Regions from separate parts of the Mus musculus genome. Here region 2 is linked to region 1. A link is a contact called in public Hi-C data. All regions are on one chromosome and are shown on one strand. Each heading gives the region's core, a stretch centred on a gene start, on an enhancer-like site or on the middle of the called end of the contact. The rest is flanking DNA. Distances are from core to core; before and after follow the strand shown. Region 1 holds the start of Ptger3 (prostaglandin E receptor 3 (subtype EP3)). Region 2 overlaps Ptger3 (prostaglandin E receptor 3 (subtype EP3)).

Region 1 (5,302 bases), core at 2,539-5,038:
CAGAGGGCTGTTATTGGAATGAAGCTAACTGCTGAACCTTCATGAACATACCCTGGGAATCAGGGGTAGGGAAATCACAGCTGTACACATAAAAGGTGCTAGTGACTGCAATCAGGCTTGGAGAGGAGTCACACAACTGGGCCTACTGTAGAGATGCAAAAGAACCCATTCTGATCCACATCTCACAGCTGAACTCTGCCCAAAGTGAAGAGGCCTCTCAGAAAAGAAACAAGTACTGAGAAGCTAGAAATCATATAATTGTTGAATATGTCTACAGCTTAGATGCTTCTAAAGGAATGCCTACCCACTATGGGCAATTCAGGATGCATCAGGAAATTGAAAGACGCACCATTACCAGAGAGTGTGGTCCCATTACTGATTTACCAGCAAATTACTGAAGCACAGAGAAGGTCCATCTGCAGTGAACACAGAATAAAGCAGGCATGAGAGAGTGAAGACTCAGAAATAGCAACGGGCTTGTAATTCAGGAATTGTCCAGTGGGTCAGTCAAGTGACCACAGGAAAAAAATGCAACCCAGAGTCACTACAATGTATAATTTCCACTAAGTTATAGGATGCCACCTTCAGAGTAAATCAGCCCACAAATACAAGACTCCTGGGATCCCTCTACTTCCCTCGGTGGGGCTTCTGAAAAATCAAGAGATTGATGTTGAAATATAAACCTGATAGGTGTAGAGGCTTCAATGTGTTGGTTGGCATCCCTAAAACTAAGACAGTGTGTAACAGACCAGGTGCCCAGTGAGTACTCACTGAATGACTGAAGACGAAGGATGAGAAAGAACCACTGTTCTTACATGGCAACAGTGGATCTGGTTCTGAGGCCAAGTCCCTAGGGACGTTTAATGTGGTAAGTTCATACACATTAGCTGAATATTAAAATGTGGTTGAATCTAAAAAAAATGATACAAATGAGATGAATCATTTGCATATTGAAATTAAAATATTAATATTTTAATATTAATCTCTAGAGATTAATTTAATCTCTAAAGCAGAATTTAAATGTGACGATAGGTGAATATAAGCTTTAATGTTTTTGAAAAATGAAAATACGCTCCTTTTATTTCAGCCTCCACTGGTTTATTGGTTAATCAGAGATTCAAGTACAGGGCTGAGCTCATTCCCTCAAGCCTGTGGAAATGATCAGTCTAGTGATAAGATTTGTAATCCCAGCAATGGGGGCAAGGGGGACAAGGATCCTTATCCCTGAGGATCACGGACTAGTCATTCTATCCCAATTTGTGAGCTCCAGGAGATGAGAGACCCAGTCTCAAAGTACATGGAGGGAAAGAGGAGAACATGATCAGGTATTGGGGTGGGGTGGGGGTGACACTGGACTGAAGCCCCGAGGGCCAGCAGAAAGAATAGAAACAGTCAACCTATGGCGGTAGTAGGTGGGGGGACCCTCTAGAATGTATTAGAAACCTGGGACATGAGAGACTCTCAGGACTCAAAGGTAGGGGCCTTAGATGAAATGCCCTACAGTGGGGAGAGGGAGCTTATAGAGTCCACCTCCAGCAGAAAGACAGGACATCAAGTGAAGGGATGGGGTTGCCATCCTACAGTCAAAAACTCTGACCCAAAATTGTTCCTGTCTGAAAAAAAAACCTGCAGAGTCAAAAATGGAGGAGAGCCTAAGATAAAGAAGGTCCAGTGACTGGCCCAAATTGGCATCCAGCTCAAGGGGAGGCCTCAAGGCCTGACACTATTACTGATATTATGGAGTGTTTACAAACAGGAACCTATCATGACTGCCCTCCGAAAGGCCCAACAAGCAGCAGCTGAAAGACTCAGATGCAGATATTTACACCTAACCAATGGACAGAGGCTGGTGACCCCTGTGGTTGAATTAGGGAAAAGCTGGGAGAAGCTGAGCAGGAGGGCAACCCAATAGGAAGAGCAGTAGTCTCAACTAACCTGGACTCCGGAGATCGCTCAGACACTGAGCCACCAACCAGGCAGCATACACCAGCTGGTATGAGGCCCCCAACACACATACAGCAGAGGACTGATGGGTCTGGGTTCAGTCAGAGAAGATGCACCTAACCCTCAAGAGACTTCAGGTTTCAAGGAGTGGGGAAGGTCTTGAGGGGTGGGGGGTGGGGAACATCCTCTTGGAGCCGGGGTTTTGGGGGGAGGAGGAGGTATGGGATGTGGAACAGTTAGAAGGCAGACCAGGAGGGGGATTAAAGAATTAAAAAAAAAAATGTTTTAAAGAAATTCTCTTTAATACAAGATAGTGCATGTTAGCAGTTTAGCCACTAGAGGGGAGTGTCGTTTCAAATGAACTAAGTCAACTCTTGGCAGCTAGCAAAAGAACCAACAGGAAAACAACCAGGAGAATCTAAAAGTTACTTATTTGCAGGGTGAACAGCTAAAATGTAGGTAACTCTGGCTGGGAAAAAAAAAATGCTTCAAGAAGAGAAGGGTTTCTGAAACTTTGTTAAGAGCTGTCAACAAAGGAATACACATGGCTCCAGCTGCATATGTAGCAGAGGATGGTCTTGTCATGGTATCAAGTGGAAGGAGAGGTCCTTGGTCCTATGAAGGTTGGATAGATGCCCCAGTGTAGGGGAATCAAAGGTGGGGAGGTGGGAGTGGGTGGGTGGGTGGAGGAACACCCTCTTAGAAGCAGGGGGAGAGATGTGATAGGGTGTTACAGGGAGGGGCGGGAAAGGGGATAACATGAAATGTAAATGAAAATATCCAATAAGAGAGAGAGAGAGGGAGAGAGAGAGAGAGGGAGAGAGAGAGAGAGATTGATTAACTATCTTTGCCAATACATGTTCTTATGGTCGACCTTCTCAGTAAGCATTAGGCAGGGGGAAGTGACCTAATGAATAGAATGCTAACCACTCAAAGGAAGACCTGAATTGGGATTCCCAACACCTGAGTAAAAGTAGCCTGGCTGTTGGGCTTGGGTGTGTGAGGCCATACCAGGCCGGGAGTCACAGTGGAAGACACTCCATGTTGAAGTCTGACCTCAATGTAAATACGAAAGGACTCTCTCTCTCTCTCTCTCTCTCTCTCTCTCTCTCTCTCTCTCTCTCTCTCTCTCTCTCTCTCTCACACACACACACACACACACACAGCGGGGTGGGAAATAGGGGGATGATAATGTAAACAAGTTAGTTATTAATAAATATAAAATTTTTGATCTAACTAAAGGGTGGCATATTTTCTTTGATGTATGAATTCCAGAATACTCTTAAAATTTAAATGTATCATTATACTGAAATGTCACTCAGTGAAAATGTGAATTTGCTATGTACTTTCACCTGTGTGCTTACTTGGTTTTGGATTTTTAAACTGACATTATCCTAGAAAAGTATTTTACCAATATGAGTTTGGAATTAGTCCAAAGTAAAATAAGGCAATAGTTTCAGGAAGACTTAAAACACAAACTCATCCCTATTCTTTCCCAGATGTGAGTATCATATGTATATACATATGATATTGATACATATACATATATATATTTATATATATATATTAAATAAAACAAATTCAATGACAGTCAAACATGAGGAGAAATCAGCATTGCGATTCACGCAGCTACTAACATGTCAGATTTCGTCTTTTCTCCAGTGTCACGTAACCCAAAGGCTGATGAGCACTTTACAGAGTCCCAGAGCTGGAGAGGCAGACCTAGGGGGCGCGGCGCCAGGTGATCCCAGCCCACACCGCCCTTCGCCTGCCTACTCGCAGCACCGCCCCTCGAGCTCCAAGGCGCGGGAGGAGCCTCGCGCGGCGTCGGGCGGCGCCTGTCCAGTCCCCGCAGCCTAGCGCGGGAGGCGGCGGGCGATGGAGAGCAGAGCCTGGGCTCCGGCTGTCCCCCAGTGCACTCTGCTGCTATCCCGCAGCTGAGCCGGGAGGCTCCGGCCCCGTGCGCCCTACCGTGGCCCCGCCACTATGGCTAGCATGTGGGCGCCGGAGCACTCTGCTGAAGCGCACAGCAACCTGTCAAGTACTACCGACGACTGCGGCTCCGTGTCCGTGGCCTTTCCCATCACCATGATGGTCACTGGCTTCGTGGGCAACGCGCTGGCCATGCTGCTCGTGTCGCGCAGCTACCGGCGCCGCGAGAGCAAGCGCAAGAAGTCTTTCCTGCTGTGCATTGGCTGGCTGGCGCTCACCGACTTAGTGGGGCAGCTCCTGACCAGCCCGGTGGTCATCCTCGTGTACCTGTCACAGCGACGCTGGGAGCAGCTCGACCCATCGGGGCGTCTGTGCACCTTCTTCGGGCTAACCATGACAGTGTTCGGGCTATCCTCGCTCCTGGTGGCCAGCGCCATGGCCGTGGAGCGCGCCCTGGCCATCCGTGCGCCGCACTGGTATGCCAGCCACATGAAGACTCGCGCCACGCGCGCGGTACTGCTGGGCGTGTGGCTGTCTGTGCTCGCCTTCGCGCTGCTGCCGGTGCTGGGCGTGGGCCGCTACAGCGTGCAGTGGCCGGGCACGTGGTGCTTCATCAGCACCGGGCCGGCGGGCAACGAGACAGACCCTGCGCGCGAGCCGGGCAGCGTGGCCTTTGCCTCCGCCTTCGCCTGCTTGGGCTTGCTGGCTCTGGTGGTGACCTTTGCCTGCAACCTGGCGACCATCAAAGCCCTGGTGTCCCGCTGTCGGGCCAAAGCCGCCGTCTCGCAGTCCAGCGCCCAGTGGGGCAGAATCACCACGGAGACGGCCATCCAGCTCATGGGGATCATGTGTGTGCTGTCCGTCTGTTGGTCGCCGCTATTGGTAAGTAGTTGGTAGAGTGGGGGCGTTTGTAGGGAGCCGTAAATGTAGGGAAACTTTCTGAAAGTGACTAGCACCCAGAATTCCTGCCGCTCATGCGGCCCCGGGTTGCAGCCTCCAGCCAAGAGCCTAAGCCGCTTGCGGAGCTTACAAGAGCTAGTCAAGTCGGTCCAGACTTGCCAGGCGCTTGTGAAGATGCAAACAGCCTAGGCACAGAGGTGGGTAGACGCTGCTCAAGCCAGTGCAGACTGATGTTTGCCCCTTGCGTTATAAGAGGAGGTATGATGACAACTCTAGCTCAACCTGCTAATCCCGCTGCGATGTTTGGGCACCTGGGAGCCAGGCAGGTCCTATGGCTTCAGCCGCACAGCAACTAACCTTCTTGGCAAACTGTCTTTCTGTTGCCAGCACTAAAGGTTCTCAGGTAGCTACTGTCTGCAGGGAGGGTCAGGAAGGCACAGATGCCGCAGCCCCCTAAGAAGCCGGGTACTGTGTACACCAAAGTGGAGGACTCTCCAGTAGCACACACACACACACACGCACTACC
Region 2 (4,755 bases), core at 239-2,738, 50 kb after region 1:
CCACTTCAGTGTTAGGCACCCACACTGTCACTGGAACACTCAACCACTCTTAAAGGCTGGTCACTGATCCAGATGGGGCACACAATTTAGGGTGCTTCATTTCTTTTCGACTTATTTGTAAAATATGGACTCAATACATTTGTGCATCACCTTCACATTGAAAAGTTAATAAAAGTTTCTTGGTCTCTGTCCATTATAACCCAACTGTGTAGTTTTTCTAAACAGTTTTATTTTTCCTTAAAAATTTTTAGTAAATATATATATATATATATATATGTATATATATATATATATATATATATATATATATATATATATATATATATCACTCAGAGAAAAGGGAGGATCTTGTGTGATAAATATGGCCAAAGTTTTTGATGTACCTGAAATTATATTTATAAAGCCTTTCACTATGTGAAATGAATGTGCCAATAAAATGTTTTAAAAAGTCAAATAATGCCAAAGGCTCATGACAAGACCTGACCGCCTTGAACCTGCACCTCCACACTGCCAGGAGACTGCTGCTTTCTTGGCCTCTGTCTTGGCATGTTTTCAGTAACACATTTCTAACTAATGTGTATGTTGCTTGCCTTTATCCACCATCACTAAATGCACATGCTGACCCTGGCTCTCTCTGCCTTTATTCTCTCTTTGTAGATAGAATACAATTTAATCCATCCCACCTTCTGTCTTTATTGGATTCCCTGTTCTCTAGACTCCATGATTTAAATTTTAAATTATTCATCATTTTGGTGACATTTGCTTTCAAAATGGCCTTCGAATTAGGGGAAAGTGTCAAGAGCCAAACCCTCAGCTGGGTGTGGTGATGTATGGATGTCATCGAGCACTTGGGTGACTAAGGTAGATAGACTGGAAGATGAAGCCAGTATTGACTGTGAGACTCAGTCACAAAACAAAACACAGAAGAACAGAAGTTAGGATTTTTGGGTGTCTTTAAGTGAATGTGAGAAAACCTGAGACTAGAGGAACCAACAGTGTAGACTTCATTTCATGATCCCATCATTCATGGGGCCTACAGATCCTGTGCCTGTACTTCAAGGTAGGTCTTGTTATCAAGATTTGCTGAGGAGGACTCTGAGGCTCACTCGAGGTAAATCTCCAACCATGTCCATTATACGGCATGTGAGCCAAGCTGGGCTTCACGCCTGTTCTCAGCTTAAATATCACGTAATCCCTGACCAAAGAATTACAGCTGTTGGCATTTTCTGAAGCCCACCAGTTACCTCTGAGGGCACCTCAGAGGCTCTGCCTAAGGAAGACTCTGGCTCTACTGAGGCTGAGACATTTTGAGAGGCAGACCCATCTTCAGCAGCTACAAGGAGTTGGCTTTTATAATAGGATTGTTTAGACCAGCAAACAAGCTCCTCACCAGAAATTGGTATGACCACATGTCTGCTCTGTACATGTGCACAGTGCTGCAAACAGCCAGGCTCTTCCTTGCTAGGAGGATGCAGTGGAGGGCAGACACTCTTGGAGGTGGCAGGTGGTTGGCAGTAGTGGCAGACACTTCCTGCCCAGGCCTGTGGGTTTTGCAGAAGCTAAAAGCTTCTCAGACCCTTTGTTCTTTGCTTCTCCAATTTTTTTTTAGCATGGGAGCAGGCTTGCAGAGAAGCTGAAAAGCAAGGGGTTTTCCTCTCATTTACAAAGGGACTCAGGGAAAACCTGTAGCTTAAAGGAAACTTGCTCTAGTTTTACTCTGCAAGATGTGGTTTTGGATGTAGACTATTTTTTTTTCTTTTTTAGAAAGAAATAATTCTTCACTTGCTTTTTGGTTTTCCTTCTGCTGCTTAACAGTGAGAAATCTTGGTTGATAGCCTTTTATTCTCCAGTTTTCTCTTCAGTGCAATGCTCTTCAGTCCTCTGGTCAGACTGACTAGAACAGTAAAAAATGTTCTTCACTTTTTTGTTTTTTTTTTTGGTTTTTTTCTCAAGGGAATAAAATTTCAACATCTCCAAACTCGAATCCTGCTGTTGTTGCTAAGTGAATTCTGAAGACAGTCCAACCAAAGTGTTACTGAGTTGAAAATCGATGCATATTAGAATCTATTTTGATCTCATTTTTAATGATATCTTGACTATTTCAAACTAAATGCAGTCCTCAGGCATCTTGGAACCCAGAGAAGTTTACTCAAAATGGCTTCAACACTTTTTTTTATATTTATTTAAAATTTTTGTTTTTAATAAACTGCAGTTAATTAAACTAAATGAAATGAGTTTGCATAGGGAAAATGTGTGGCGATGCCCCTGTGCTGGCCAGCTTCTACAAAGTTCAGATTGGGTATAGTGTCCAAAAGTCTTCATAATAGTTACCCATAATTATGTAATTTTAAAATTATATAATAATTGATGGGTCTCATCTCATGAGAACAGGTTTTAATAGGACAATGGTTAAAAAATTGAAGTAGCAAGGAAAGACTATTTCATGGTTTCCTTGCATAAAGGACATTACTCTGTCTCCCTGAATAAAGGCCATTGTTCCCATTTTCCCAGCACAACATTTGGGGAGAGAAGAATATCCTAGAGGCAAGAGGCAAGTGGGATGCCAACTTGATTGATGGGTCAATGTTTGGAAGGGAAGTAAGTGTCTCAGCCAGAGCAGCTTCGGGGCTATGGGAACATATGTTTGGGGGTCCAGATGTAAGTATTTGAAAGAAACTGTGTAAGGGCTCTTAAAAGTTTTGTATGAAAAAGCAAGATACTTGCATTTTACCATATAGGGCAGCTGTGATGGTTAAAGAAAGCAATATAAGTCTTTACAAAGAGTGAGGAGACACCGGTCTGGAAGGAGAATTGCCGTATTACCCATAGTGCACGAAGTGATAGCTGCAGTGGAGCTGACCTGAGAAATCCATCACATCACACCACGTGGCCATGTGGAGAGAGACTTCCTGACTCCAGGACTCGTGCCTTGCCACATGTCATGTTGTATTTGAGAGCATGAAGCAAAAAGTTAGCTCTGTTAATTTACTCACTGTCCAATCTTAATCAAGTTAATGTCATCTTTTCCAATCTTGCGGTTAGCTATAAGTGGATGTAACATATTTATATAAGGAAACATTTATTGTAAGCATTTCATGAAACAGTGACAGCATCAGCACTCAGTAGAGTCAGTTCATTTTTGTAAATTGTTAATATTGAAGAAAAGCTTAGAAGACAAGTGGTCCAGTCTTCAGAGGTTAAGTGTATTCACCAGTGTATAAAATCTGTCCCATCATCCCACTCGGTAAGAGAGGGAGGGTGTAGACCAGCTCCATAGGAAGTAGGAGAAATGATAGAAAATGGCAAAACACACATATCTGACAGCTTTGTTTTGTTCTATTTTACTTAATAGGCTATTGCTGTGTAACCCAGGTTGACCTGGAACTGGTGACCCTCCCACCTCAGCCTTCCAAGAGTTGGGATTACAAGTATGCACCACCGTGCTTGGCTTATAATTAAAGTTTCAATCTGTCTTTGTGCGATAAGGGAGCATGTAGCAACTCAATAATGGTCATTTGAGAAGTTCCTATATCAGCTCTCCTCTGCAGAGCTCAGGCTGACCGTCCCTATCTGAGACACATCAGTGTGAACTTTTCTCAGCATTAGCCAGTACATACTGGCATGGCTTGCCTGCCCCTTCACTGCCCTCTTCTGCCAAGGGACACTAGATTCATGAATTCTAGTTTATGTGGATTGTGAGTATTTTTGGAGAGGCAAATCTGTTGGCACACAGGCCAACATAAAGGAATGTCACATGGAATCGGGTATGGTTTTTTTCATGAAGTATTTATCACCATTATTTCAGGTATAAAATCGCCAACAGACCTATCAAGACCCAGGCAAAGCAATATTTTGTATGTATATAAGATCATTTTCATGTGTTTTGTTTTGTTTTGTTTTGTTTCGAGACAGGGTTTCTCTGTATAGCCCTGGCTGTCCTGGAACTCACTTTGTAGATCAGGATAGCCTTGAACTCAGAAATCTGCCTGCCTTTGCCTCCCAAGTGCTGGGATTAAAGGCGTGCGCCACCACTGCCCAGCTGTTTTCATGTGTTTTTATCATGGAGTAATTAGCAAATAGAACTATCAAAGGAATTTTGGAATATACTGTATTTGAGAAAAACATAAGGTTATTAAATGTGTTTGATTGGGACAGAAACAATCACATTTCTCTTAGCATTTGGATTCTCAGCAATCCTTTGGTCCTGAAGGCCCCATTTCTGCCATGGTTTCAATGCTGTACAGAGAAGGGATATGTGTAGGGATATTTGATTTGTGTATGTTTGGATTACCAATTGAATACATGATAATTTGGCTTCTTTAGTGTCCACATATTTTACTGAACATTGTTAATATGAGGCTGCATCCCTGGGAACTAAACTTTGCCATCATGCTTTCCAGATTCAAGATTACATCATACATTCCAGATTCAAGATTACATCACACATTCTGGATTCAAGATTACATCACACATTCCAGATTCAAGATTACATCACACATTCCAGACTTCAGACTACCAGGTTCTTTAAAACAGTCTCAGTTTTTATCCATTTTATTTAGAGCTTAAATACTTTCACCAAAATATAAATAGCCTTATGTGTACTTTTCATCACAATTACACTATATATTCAAGTGTGAAGTTCCAACAATGGAGGAAAGCACACAGCAGAGGAAAATTGCATGAGGCCACTCAGAATGAGCCATCACTGTCCCTTGAAAACCTGGTCTTCGAAAGTCTTTCCTTGAGCCTGACTGT

The links. A called contact is a pair of places that touch in the nucleus more often than the background predicts.
Region 2: a Hi-C map of pre-megakaryocyte-erythroid progenitors shows a contact between it and region 1, with 1.8 times the contacts expected there. The contact joins the enhancer-like site here to the promoter of Ptger3 in region 1. A contact is called at or near these places in 5 of 39 promoter capture datasets (the 3T3-L1 cell line, the HPC-7 cell line, HPC-7-derived erythroid cells and 2 more), 29 of 484 Hi-C or Micro-C datasets (the Ba/F3 cell line, DN3 thymocytes, the G1E-ER4 cell line and 21 more), 7 of 115 datasets of contacts at active chromatin or transcription factors (CD8 T cells, the HPC-7 cell line, bone marrow-derived dendritic cells and 4 more) and 1 of 9 other capture datasets (adipose tissue).

Annotation. Positions count from the first base shown.
Region 1 is chr3:157,563,088-157,568,389 of GRCm38.p6, forward strand. Ptger3 (prostaglandin E receptor 3 (subtype EP3)) reads left to right here and starts at 3,789. Exons shown (of 4, transcript NM_001359745.2): 1 at 3,789-4,758. The coding sequence starts at 3,931.
Region 2 is chr3:157,615,618-157,620,372 of GRCm38.p6, forward strand. All of the region lies in intron 2 of Ptger3 (prostaglandin E receptor 3 (subtype EP3)), which reads left to right. Among named protein-coding and RNA genes, the nearest start is that of Ptger3, 51 kb to the left of the region's middle. Within about 2 kb of position 1,489, at least 62 of the 459 cell types and tissues checked have an H3K27ac peak or open chromatin away from gene starts, as enhancers often do. A contact at or near this core is called in DN3 thymocytes, the HPC-5 cell line, the HPC-7 cell line and 10 more, where this site is marked.